3 separate regions of the Mus musculus genome follow, and regions 2 and 3 are each linked to region 1. Evidence: chromatin contacts called from public promoter capture Hi-C data. All regions are on one chromosome and are shown on one strand. The core of a region is the stretch at or near the end of the contact, and the rest is flanking DNA. Distances in the headings are between cores, read along the strand shown. Region 1 overlaps Sec31a (Sec31 homolog A (S. cerevisiae)). Region 2 holds the start of Mrps18c (mitochondrial ribosomal protein S18C). Region 3 holds the start of Coq2 (coenzyme Q2 4-hydroxybenzoate polyprenyltransferase).

Region 1 (3,682 bases), core at 639-3,138:
AAAAACAGAGGAAGGAGGATTTCTATAAGTTCCAAGACAGCTAGAAGTACACAGAGAAACCCTGTCACAGGTTGGGGGGTGCGGGTGGGAGTAGAAACACTGTCAGGACAGACAGCAGGACACATGAATGAGGTTGCTTGGTGGTCCTAGGTTTGCTGGTATTGCTTGAGTCCAAAGGCAGGGGCCTGGCTAGTAAGCAGAGTAGATTTATTCTCTATTTTGACTGATAGGTTAATTTATTCATCATCTCTCCATTGTGAATATGGTTTTAATCACATGAAAGCTAAATTACATGTATAGACACAGATGGGAAAAGTTGACTTCAGGACATAGTTCTGCTTTGTTACACGTACACCCAACGCCAGGTCAGCCTTTCTCTCTTGTACTTGAACAGAACATGAGTGTGACTGGATAGAATCGTCCAAGTCTGGTGGTCAGGAAGGGGAGGAGAAACTGACTGCACTGTGCAGAGTGGGGTATATGTGCAGCTCAGTGCAGGACTAGGCCCTCGGTTGCTATGAGCGTTGTTCAGAGAGGAAGTTTGTACATGGAACATGCACAAAGTGTCACAGGCTGCCAAGCACACTGTTAGAAGATGACAGCACAGGCCAAGCCAAGGAAGGCCAGGGTTCCTAAGCCATCGTCCCCTTGCTGGCCTGCCTCGTCCTCCCAAGCATGGGGACTACAGTTGTGTCAGTCACAGCGCAGAGTAAGGCTTTGACGACACTCTAGCTTCCCTCCTTTTACCATGGATTAGAAGAAAACTTGGTATGATGCATTTTATATACAGTAACCGGCAAGCTTTGCCCTTAAAGCCATGGGTTAAGTGTGTTGTGCTCCAGGTGGTACAGATAAAGACACGCACAGGTAGAGAACTTCTCATTACCTTCTTCTTCTTCGGCACTCTGTTCAGAGCTGGAGGATCATTCCAACCATTCTGAGGACCTAAAATAGAAGACATTTTCTTTCAGAACCCTAAACGCTCTCCTTAACAGGTTCCACCAATCAACCGGGGTCACACAGGGCTTGCCTTAGACAACATATCCTGATAGTACTGCTATGTAAAGGGACTGTCCTAAGCTTCAGGCCTAAGTCCTTATGTCTAAAGTGACCCCCAGCCTTCAAAGTCAGTTCTCTCTTCTCTCCTGATAAAGGGAAAATAGGTTGGCTGAGTGTGCTTCTGCACAGCTCTGTCATACTCGATGTCCAAAAAAGAAAGGAGAGAGCCCTCTATTGCCAAGGGAGCAACTCAACACGCACACCAGCACAGATGCGGAACATGGGTCTATTGTTTACAAAAACGTTTCCAGGCCAAGGAGCAACTCAATGATGGAATGTTTGCCCAGAATGGGAGGCCTGGGTTCCATGCCCAGTAACACAGGGCAAACAAGAAAACAGCAGCAGACCCAACTGCAGAAGAGTAAGTAGCTCTCAGCATTCCCTGCCTTGTCAAACTTGGTCAAGTACAGCAAGCTTCCTCAGAACTGAGACCCCAATATGCTGGCATCGCAGAGGTAGAAACGGCCATCAGTAGAGCTCACTGTTTTAGTACCAGCACATTACAAAACATGCTGAAACCAGACAGCTTCCAAATCACAAGGTGATTACCTTACCCCTCTCCGTGGAAGCAGACAGTTGCTAAAGCACAGGTGTTTGCGTGACCATATGAAGACAGGAAGTGAGTTGGTTTTGGAGTCACCTTCCCCTCGTCCCTCCCCCTTGCTTGCTGAGCTGATATGAATATTATATCACAACAAAACTGCTTGGCAAGCCACTCTTTCCCTAAATACTATTGACTTAGTTGCTTTGTTGTTAAACAGAACTTCCTACAAGTTCACAAGACAGGCCGGATAGGGCTCTGAACAGTCAGGAGTTGGTCCAAGCTATTGCGTCACGTCTGCTTAACAAACTCTTGACTGTCCCAGCACACAGAGGAATCACTGAAACTTCGCCCACCACCTCATGCTTGTAGCTGCACACTCCAGTCCTGTCTTATGCTTACTAAGACAGGCAGCGTCCATGATTAAAACTGGGAGTCATTATATGCATTTAATCACTTCTAAAATTTAATTCAATTAAGAAGCCAAATAAAAATGATACCGATCACATGCATTATTGTTAATGCCCATTCATTAGCTGTATTTAATGATTAAATTATTTACTAAAGTATGTTTTACAACCAATTCACCTTCCAATATAGATGCCTGGTCTTGGAAAGATTGATTTTCTGTTGATAAAATGTAAAAGTCACTTAGATAGTATTATGGAAGACATTCTAAAATTATCACTTTAATACTTTTTCTTCCCTGCTTAACAGGACCCAGAAAAAGCAAACTAACCTCAAAGGAACAAAACTTTACAATTTGTTAAAACTTACTTATTGGCAGAGTCTCTAACTAGATAGCCTGGTCTGCTCTCAATGTAGCCCTCAGTGTTTCCCTGGTTCTTATCCTGACGGTTTCTCTCCCTGGCAATGGAGCTCAGCACACCCTAAGCACACAGCACTTCCCCATCTACCTACTCATGCCACATGCCTGCAAGTGTGCCCTGCCAGCATCACTCAAAGCCGTGGACCCATGCCAACTGAGAACCTGTTCAAGCAGAACAATCAGTGAGGCTACGGTAGGACCTAATGTTCTCTGTCCAGCAGGGTCTTAGGTGACACAGCGCTGCTGTCAAGCCTCCAGCAGTGGGGAAGAGTACACACTGAGCACATCCCGTCCACTGTGGCCCAGCACGGCGCAGAAGCGGGCACACTCATCTGCACACACAGCCTTCAGAACCCATGCAGCTCCAGTGGGAGGGCAGGAGCCAAGACAACTGCTCTGAGCTATGCACCCTCTGCCCCACCCTGCTCACAGGACCGGGGAGGGACGAAGACCACTTCTCCAGCTCCTAAGCAGGAGCCTGCAAGTGATCTGCTCTCACTAAGCTGCAGCACAAGGAAGTCTGAATAGCAATTTTCACATGATCCCTTAGTGATGGCACGGAGGTCATAACAAAGTCAGACTCAAAGTTAGCAGTGAAATCAGAATCAAATGAGCACTGTGACTCTGGGGAGAGAGTGGGCCAGCTGGCTAGCTCTACGGCCATCATATTTTTGAAAGTTTTTCTCTTAGAAACACAAAGTAAACCAAGAACTGGAAAAAAGAAAAAAAAAAAAAAGAGTCAAACAGCACCCACTCATCCTAGACAGTGACCCAGGGACCACTTTCTGCCACAAGGGACCTGCACCACTGCCACTCCACTCCAGGACTGGGGGCAGCATGTGTCACAATCTCTCCCGTGAGGAAGCCTTCAGAGTACTCTCCTGAAAGTGACACTTAGGTCACCCCACTCAGCAGTCCAGGATCTCTACGAGACTCTTATTTTCTTATTGTATGAACTATATACTCCTTATTCTACTACACGAGGCTATTCAAAATTTGACACATATACAAAATTTTATTTCTAGAAGTTACTCATTATTCCTTAGAGATACACTGTCCTTTTCAGCCTCTCTACTTCTTCCGTAATTCTAATTACAGAGTAGGTCTTGTTAAGAACTGAATGGATAGGGGCTGGTGAGATGGCTCAATGGTTAAGAGCACACACAGTCTGCTCTTCCAGAGGTCCTGAGTTCCATTTCCAGCAACTACATGGTGGCTCACAGCCATCCGTAATGGGGTCAGATGCCCTCTTC
Region 2 (3,682 bases), core at 671-3,170, 430 kb after region 1:
CCGTGCTCACTAGTTTCCGGGTCAGTGAGGTTGATTACAGTAGTAACTCTGAGGTTGTTTTTGAGGCCTGCTGAACAAAGGTCTTTGGTGCCAGAGTCTGCATCACGGTCCCCACATTCAGGCAGTTGCATATATCTCTGTTCCAGGTCATCAACGTGAGCTAAGAAGGAACTTTCTGTAAAGCTGTCATAGTCACCAAACATGTCCTCTTCGCTGTCATTTTCCTGTAAGGAAACAAAGATACATACATGAATTCCATCCTCATTTTAAAAAAACAAATGTCCCAGCAAAGGACTATCCCAATGATATCACTATATGCAAATTATCCTCTGAATACATATTATCATCACCAAACAAAAGAAACAAGTCCAGAGAGTTGCTCTGACTTGCCTAAACAGTACTGCTGGCTTATTATGGGATATCAGGATGCTAAGAAACATTTTTTTAAAAGTCAGAACAGGATCTCACCTTACTGAGGCTACACACTCCTGATCCTCCTGCCTGTTTCCTGAATGCCTCACCATGCCTGGTTTTAGGAGGTGTTGGGATCAAACCCAGGGTGTTGGGCATTCTAAGCAAACATTCTGTCAACTCAGATACATCCCCCAAGGGGTGATACTGGAATTCTAAATTATTTATTCTGGTGCTGCCATGTGAGCCCAGGGCCTGCCCCAGGCTCCGCTGCTGAACCTAACCGCCCAGTCTTTGGCATTTTAATTCTTAAACCTATGCTAAAGCACTTAAGAATGAAAGAACAGTAACTCTCTCCAAGATTCAATAGATGCTTCTGATAACTGTGGTAATTCCGGCCCAGGCACTAACGTAGAAGCTGGTCTGCTACAAAATCATGATTGTGCCATTAGACACTACAATGTTCCACTAGACACTACAATGAAATTCTGTTCTGAACTTGGAATTGAGACAGTCATGTGCACACTCATGTATGGTGGCTTACAGAACAGAGATGTAAACTGGGAGGTGATAATTATTTATTGAGTCACAACTTTAGTCTCTCAACTTCCCTGGACTCACTTACCGTTGTAAAAGTCTACATAATATGGCTAGTTTAATAACGTAACTAGCAATTAATGGGTCATCAATAAAAATGTTTTATCAGTAAAGTAGAGCCGAGCCATTTGGAAGGCTAGCTTTCTCTCTGTCAAGCCAGTTAATTGCCCCGTGAATACTTTTTATGACAGGGGATGGAAGGAGCATGTAGGTTTGACATCTACCTAGAAGTCGGGGGTTTAAGCAGTGTCTCCCAAGTGATGGAGATAAAAGGATAACAAAGGTGAGAGAGCGAGCTAAGGCTACTCATGATGTGCACCTGGGAAGAAGGCGGTTTCACCTCCCGCGCAGCCGTGCCCGGGGCGGGACACGCGGTTGCCACCGCAGCCCCTGGGATGACAGGACCGGGCGAGTCAACGGGGATGCGGGGACTCAGCAGGGCTGTACCTGGGCGTGCTCCGGGCTCCCGGTTTTCCGGCGGCGGCTCCCGGCTGCAGCTTCGTCCTCCGTGTCCTCGGCAGGCTGGAGCTCGGCCGGGGTCGGGGAGGCACGGAGGTTCTCCAGGTTGCCGCGGTTCCTTTTGCGGACAGACACCCGCCGGCGGATGCGGGGACAGCCGTCCTCCATGACAACGGCCCAGAGTCCCTGCGACAGCCGCCCTGGGTGCAGCCCGGAGCCGGTGGCGCCGTTCTGGAGACAGCAGGTGACCCAGCATCAGCTTTCCATCCCTCAGCAGCGCAGCCCCGGGTCACGTGACTTCCGGCCCGGGAAGCGCGGGAAGATAAAGGTGCAGTGCATTGAAACCCGGGCCGCGTTCGCGCCGGAACCTTTGCGTCGAATCCCGGGCAGACAGGGGAAGAGCACCAGAAAGGACCTGTCGGGGCGCTTAGGGAAATAGAAAGGAAGAGGAAGGGCGGAGAACCATGGCCGCTCTGGTTGCTCTGTGCAGTGGTATAGGGAGGAAGAATTTGACAACCGCGGCTGGCTGCTTCACGGATCGCGGAACTCAAGCAGGTAAAACGTCCGGCATAGCATTATAGCCGCTGATTGTCGGTGGGGTCCTCGCCGTTAGCAAAATGACTATTTCAATAGAACTAGGTTTGAGATAAGTGGGAGGCTCGAGTCATCGTAGACTAGTTTCCTAGAGCTGAAGAGGACTTTGAGGTGTAGTCAACCACTTTACCCCGTTACTTATTCACTTTACAAAAACCTATCGCCCCGACTCCTCAATAAGACTTTCTGGACACTTGTTGGCTGTGGTTCTCTTGCATCTGTTTCCATCCGCTGCTTGGACGAAGCCTCTCAGGAAACAGTTATGCTATCTAGGCTCCTGTCTCCAAGGTGTAGTCAACTCTTTTTTTGTTTGTTTGTTTTATGCTTCTTTGTCAATGTCTTGAATCTTTTTATTTCTCCTTTGGAATGACAGTACCATTCTGTTGTTTCTGTACATATTTGAATTTCAATCCGTAACTGTAGAAATGAGAAAGAATTTATAGGAGAGGAAGTATATATGTCCTTTATCCAAAGCCTTTGGAACCGCTCATTTTGAGTCCTATTATGTCCCAAATCTAACAGGTTGCTAACTAATCATTGAAAAGAATGTTTGATATTGTGCCCTTTGATTATCTAGCATCTTTAAAAACGTAAATCTTGGTTAGATATGCAGCGAATGAAAACAATTGTGTTGTCGCCATTTTCTCTTTAGTTTCTGTGATTTGGAGACGATGTTTTTCACAGTTTGAACAGGTAACCAGCAATGAGGACCTGGTAAGATTTCGTTTTCTTTTTTTAAAGAAGACATTATTTTATTATTTGTATGTATGTGGGGGAGGGGAGTTGTGGAAGCCAGAAGAGGGCATTGGATTCTCCTGGAGCTGGAACGAGGTGGTCGTGAGCCACTGGGTGTGGGTGCTGGGATTCAAACCCTGTACTTAGTAACATTAGGGAGTACTTTTAACCACTGACACCTATCCAGCCCCAGGTCCCCCTCCCCCCATATTACTAATTCATTTCCAAATTCAGCCTAATTTTTAATATTTGGAATTCAATTATAGGACAAAATAATGGTTATCTTTTATTGACTATAGTCACTTGTGTTTTGTAGAGAATTCCTAGATTCAGTCTGTAATGTATTCTTCTTCATAGATATTAAATATAAGGATACATGATTTGAGAATATCTAAATATAGCTTCGGTGGGTAGGATAATTGTAGGTAATAGAAACCTGACAGGCTACCTTGATAAAAGATCCAAATTCAAGTTTTACAGTAAGACATTCAACTAGTTGCTTCTTAACTATAGGTGTATTTTTATGGGTTTCAAGTGTGAACAGGGATGTGGGAGCCTAATCACAGCACACGAGAATTTAGCTGGAGCTGAGAAGGAATACAGCTTATATTCAAGGCAAGCTAGATATGGTGGTATACACGTACTGTGACAGCACTTAGGAAGCTCTGAGGCAAGAGGAGCTTGTGAGTTGGATACATCCTGGACTACAACAAAACCAATCACTGTTGTGTCTTTTGGCTAAAATCAAGTGTAAAAACCCAAAATCTTAAAAGATTATGTTAGATACCAAAGCAGTTGTCTAAACACATGCGACTCCACCTTAGTCATCTAATTCATGCATCATACTTTAAAATAAAGGAAATTTACATTTCCTTTTTTAGGTCAT
Region 3 (3,682 bases), core at 619-3,118, 300 kb after region 1:
TTGTGTAAACCCTGAATTATACAACACCCTAATAATGGCAGGCCTGCCTTCTATTTAATAGGTGTCTATAATCTCTTGTTGCAGTGATTCGGTGCTTAAAACCCACACAGGGAGCATTCACATCTAGAATATCAACAGTGACACCTGGCTACTGCCACCCCACCCACTTTGTCACCTGGACGCTGAGGCAAGCTCTGGAGTTTGTGGCCAACCTGCAGTACAAAGCAAGCCCTTGTCTTATGCAAAATAAAACAGGTCCAGCCAGGCATGGAGGAGAGTGCCTGCAGTCCTAGCAACTGGGAAATGGAGGCAGGAGGTCAAGGTTAGCCAAAGACACATATGGGACCCTGTCCAAAAACAAACACCAAACCCAAACGGGGCCACGTTGGGGGTCCTGGATAGGTAAAGGCAGAACAAATAAGTTTGGCATTTGGATGTTCTTCCATACGCTGAAACTGTACATACTGACATCTAGATTAGCTGGAATTCAGTTGTATCCCTCTTCCTACATCTTTCCAGGGTTGCAGGTCAGGCTCCTAGTCTTAATGTTTCAGCACTAAGTCTGTTTGTTTGGCTTTTATTTCAGAATATAAAGCCCAGACTGACTTGCAACTTGAATCAGCCCTCCTGCCGTTGGATGTTAGACTATAGATGTGAGCCACCATATTTAGCTACCCTTGGATTTTGAAAATATTTCTCCAAGACCTCTCTACTCTATAATATAGCATTTCCTTTGGAGTACTATTTTTTTCAGTTGTTCGAACTCTGGAGACAGTAAGTTATTTTTCTTTTCCTGTGCATGACCTATACCTCTGATACTTTTCCATACTTTCCTAGGTTATCAACTGTCTTTTCCAGCCAGAAACAAATTCTTTCAAAGCTGGTAGTTTTCCTAGCTCATTCTGTCACTAAGGCCAGGTGACTTCATCTACAACTCCGGGCATCGTTTTACCAACTAGACAGAAACCTTGCGTGCAGACGGAGCTTATATTGTGTCACAGGTGTCAATAGTCCGTGAGCACTTTGATGAAAAAGACTGAGAAAAAGAAGGTCATAGAGAGGCTTGTGTGAGTTTACGTTGGCGGGCAATTCTAAAGCACGATAACCCGGCTGTGTTCAGATGCTCTCAATCTTTGTAACCGGTGATGAGGGGGAAAAAAAGCCCAGTAGTAACACTTTTGGGGTCCTTCTGGTCTGGCTCTGACGAGGAGCCTTGATTTCAATAGTCTTACTTACATGCCCCTTGGGCCTTACATAATTGGAGGCAAAAATCGAAAACTAATGAATGCAGAAATGCTTCAAAACTGCAAATCAACAATCAAAAGCTTCGTGAAAGCAAAGGAGCACCTGCTCACATCTGAATGGGGTAGGAGTGGTCTGGAGTTTGTGGAATGGTCTGGGAATATGTGATTATCAACGTCCGCCTCCGGGACTCCCGGCTCAGAGCGAGGGAAAATCTGCGTGTCCCTGGCTAAGGTCCTGACCGAGTCCCGAGGGGACTGGCCCAATGGGTGCATCGCAGCGGAGTCGCGGTCACTGCGGCCCTGCTCCTCAGGCAGGCAGGCTGTCGAGCGCAGCGCAGCCCAGCCCGCCCCACTCACCTATGGGCTTGTCCAGGCGCATGAGGCGCAGGTAGGGCTGCAGCGGGCGGGGCGCCGAGTTCACCACGGCCGCGGCCGACAGGCTGAGAGCTCGGCCCCGCTGCGTCCCGGGGGCCGGGGCTCGCCGATCCCGCGCGCCCGGAACCCCTGCGCTGCGCACCAGGGCCAATGGGAGCCCGCGCGGACCTCGCAGCCATGCGGACCGAACGGCCCGCAGGCCCCGCGCGAGCCCCGCGCCTCCCCAGCGCAGCATGGCGCCAGGCTGGACGCCGGTCGGTGGCGTCATCCAGGGCGACGGGCCGCGGGCAGGCATGCGCAGTGGTGGCGCGCGCGCTCCTGGAACTGGATTTACAGACCGGGCTGAGCCGTATGGTGCTAGAAATCAAACCTGGGTCCTCTGTAAGGAGAGCAGCAGGTGCTGTTCACCGCTGAGCCATCTCTCCATCTCCAGGCTTCTTAATGAACTCAAAAGGAGAGTGTTTGTTTATTTGTATGGAATAGTTCTACCATAAAAAGAAAAACTTAAGTCCAAAAATGTTAACTACATGGAATGTTCACCTTCTAACACTAAAAGGGAAACAAAAAGCCAAATCAAATTATGTAAATTTTTATATATGTATATTCATATATACATATACTCATATATATACATATATATGAATTTAAGTATATCTATCTATATCTATATACTTAAGGGAAATTCTTTACTCGAGGTGAACCTAAGTTTGACAGCTAAAAAGGATGCAGTTTCACTCAAGAACAACTTCATAACCAGGTGGTGGTGGCGCACTCCTTTAATCCCAGCACTCGGGAGGCAGAGGCAGTCAGATCTTTACGTTTTCGGCCAGCTTACTAAAGAGTGAGTTCCAGGACAGCCAGAGCTACACAGAGAAACCCTGTCTTGAAAAATAAAACAAAGAAAAACAAAACAATAACCAACTTTATGCGACCCTTGTTAATATAGTTGGCCGTTGCATGTTTGCAGGTACCTGGTATGTGTTATTCCACGGTAACCCCTCACTGACTGGCTCTGGACAAGTCGCTTATCTGGATTTTAGTGTTTTGAGATGGTGGTGTATCCTTTTCGGTGCCCTTCCTTAAAGCCTATGAAGTGAGTTCTGTGATCCTGGCCTGGCGCTTGAGGAAGGTGCAGCAGGGGGCGCGCTGGCCTTTGCAGTCTGGGAAGCGCTGCTGGTCCTTTGATCTTTTAGCTCCATCTGCTGCTTGCCAGTTGAGCTCCTCTACAGGTTTGCGGCCTTTGAGGCTCCTTTCTTTTCCCAAAAGTTGCCTCCACGCTGTTTATTTTCAAGCACCCTTTCAGGTAGCATAGGTGCCGCCATGCCAAACACGAGGCTCTTTCACACTTGCACACTATTTCCATTTGCCTGGAGTTCCCAACACAATATTTAAAATGCAAAAATCATTGCGAATGCTTTCTATTTTAGAGGGAAAGGATGATAAAGCTGTTTTTTAAAATTGCTTTTTTTTTATTTGAAAAAAATGTATTTTAAAGTCCACTAACTTTTTCACTCTCAAACCCATTTCAACTTGTCCTGCAGTGGTAGTAGGACATTATAAAAGTAAAGACTAGACTGAGTCCAAAGAATAGTTATTAGCATGAAGCAGGAGCGACCATGGCTCTCTGCCCTGTTCTGTTAACTCCATAGAGGGTCAATAGCAACCTTTTGCTTTTGTGACATGATGTCTGTGGCCTTCCGTGGGAGACACACACACACACACACACACACACACACACACTAAATAACTAAATACATGGAATAAATGTTTGAGGTTTTGGGTTTTTTTGGTTTTTTGTTTGTTTGTTTGTTTTGTTTTATTTATTTATTTATTTATTTATTTATTTTTATTAGGTATTTTCCTCGTTTACATTTTCAATGCTATCCCAAAAGTCCCCCATACCCACCCCCCCAATCCCCTACCCACCCACTCCCCCTTTTTGGCCCTGGCGTTCCCCTGTACTGGGGCATATAAAGTTTGCAAGTCCAATGGGCCTCTCTTTCCAGTGATGGCCAACTAGGCCATCTTTTGATACATATGCAGCTAGAGTCAAGAGCTCCGGG

What was found. Promoter capture Hi-C pulls out the DNA fragments that hold promoters and counts their contacts.
Region 2: a contact with region 1 is called in a promoter capture Hi-C map of liver, with 2.4 times the contacts expected there. The contact joins the promoter of Mrps18c here to the enhancer-like site in region 1. A contact is called at or near these places in 2 of 39 promoter capture datasets (liver and pre-B cells), 1 of 484 Hi-C or Micro-C datasets (the G1E-ER4 cell line), 1 of 115 datasets of contacts at active chromatin or transcription factors (bone marrow-derived macrophages) and 1 of 9 other capture datasets (liver).
Region 3: a promoter capture Hi-C map of liver shows a contact between it and region 1, with 2.1 times the contacts expected there. The contact joins the promoter of Coq2 here to the enhancer-like site in region 1. A contact is called at or near these places in 6 of 39 promoter capture datasets (the 3T3-L1 cell line, 3T3-L1-derived adipocytes, the HPC-7 cell line and 3 more), 15 of 484 Hi-C or Micro-C datasets (the Ba/F3 cell line, DN3 thymocytes, the G1E-ER4 cell line and 10 more), 1 of 115 datasets of contacts at active chromatin or transcription factors (pancreatic cancer cells) and 3 of 9 other capture datasets (adipose tissue, liver and pancreatic islet).

Annotation. Positions count from the first base shown.
Region 1 is chr5:100,367,408-100,371,089 of GRCm38.p6, forward strand. Sec31a (Sec31 homolog A (S. cerevisiae)) reads right to left here. Exons shown (of 28, transcript NM_026969.1): 23 at 2,189-2,227; 24 at 887-945. Among named protein-coding and RNA genes, the nearest start is that of Sec31a, 47 kb to the right of the region's middle. Within about 2 kb of position 1,889, at least 36 of the 459 cell types and tissues checked have an H3K27ac peak or open chromatin away from gene starts, as enhancers often do. A contact at or near this core is called in adipose tissue, liver and pancreatic islet, where this site is marked.
Region 2 is chr5:100,796,839-100,800,520 of GRCm38.p6, forward strand. It overlaps Mrps18c (mitochondrial ribosomal protein S18C), which reads left to right and starts at 1,921. Exons shown (of 6, transcript NM_026826.1): 1 at 1,921-2,022; 2 at 2,714-2,775. The coding sequence starts at 1,932. It overlaps Helq (helicase, POLQ-like), which reads right to left and starts at 1,762. Exons shown (of 18, transcript NM_001081107.1): 1 at 1,456-1,762; 2 at 1-224. The coding sequence starts at 1,635.
Region 3 is chr5:100,672,388-100,676,069 of GRCm38.p6, forward strand. Coq2 (coenzyme Q2 4-hydroxybenzoate polyprenyltransferase) reads right to left here and starts at 1,869. Exons shown (of 7, transcript NM_027978.2): 1 at 1,602-1,869. The coding sequence starts at 1,854.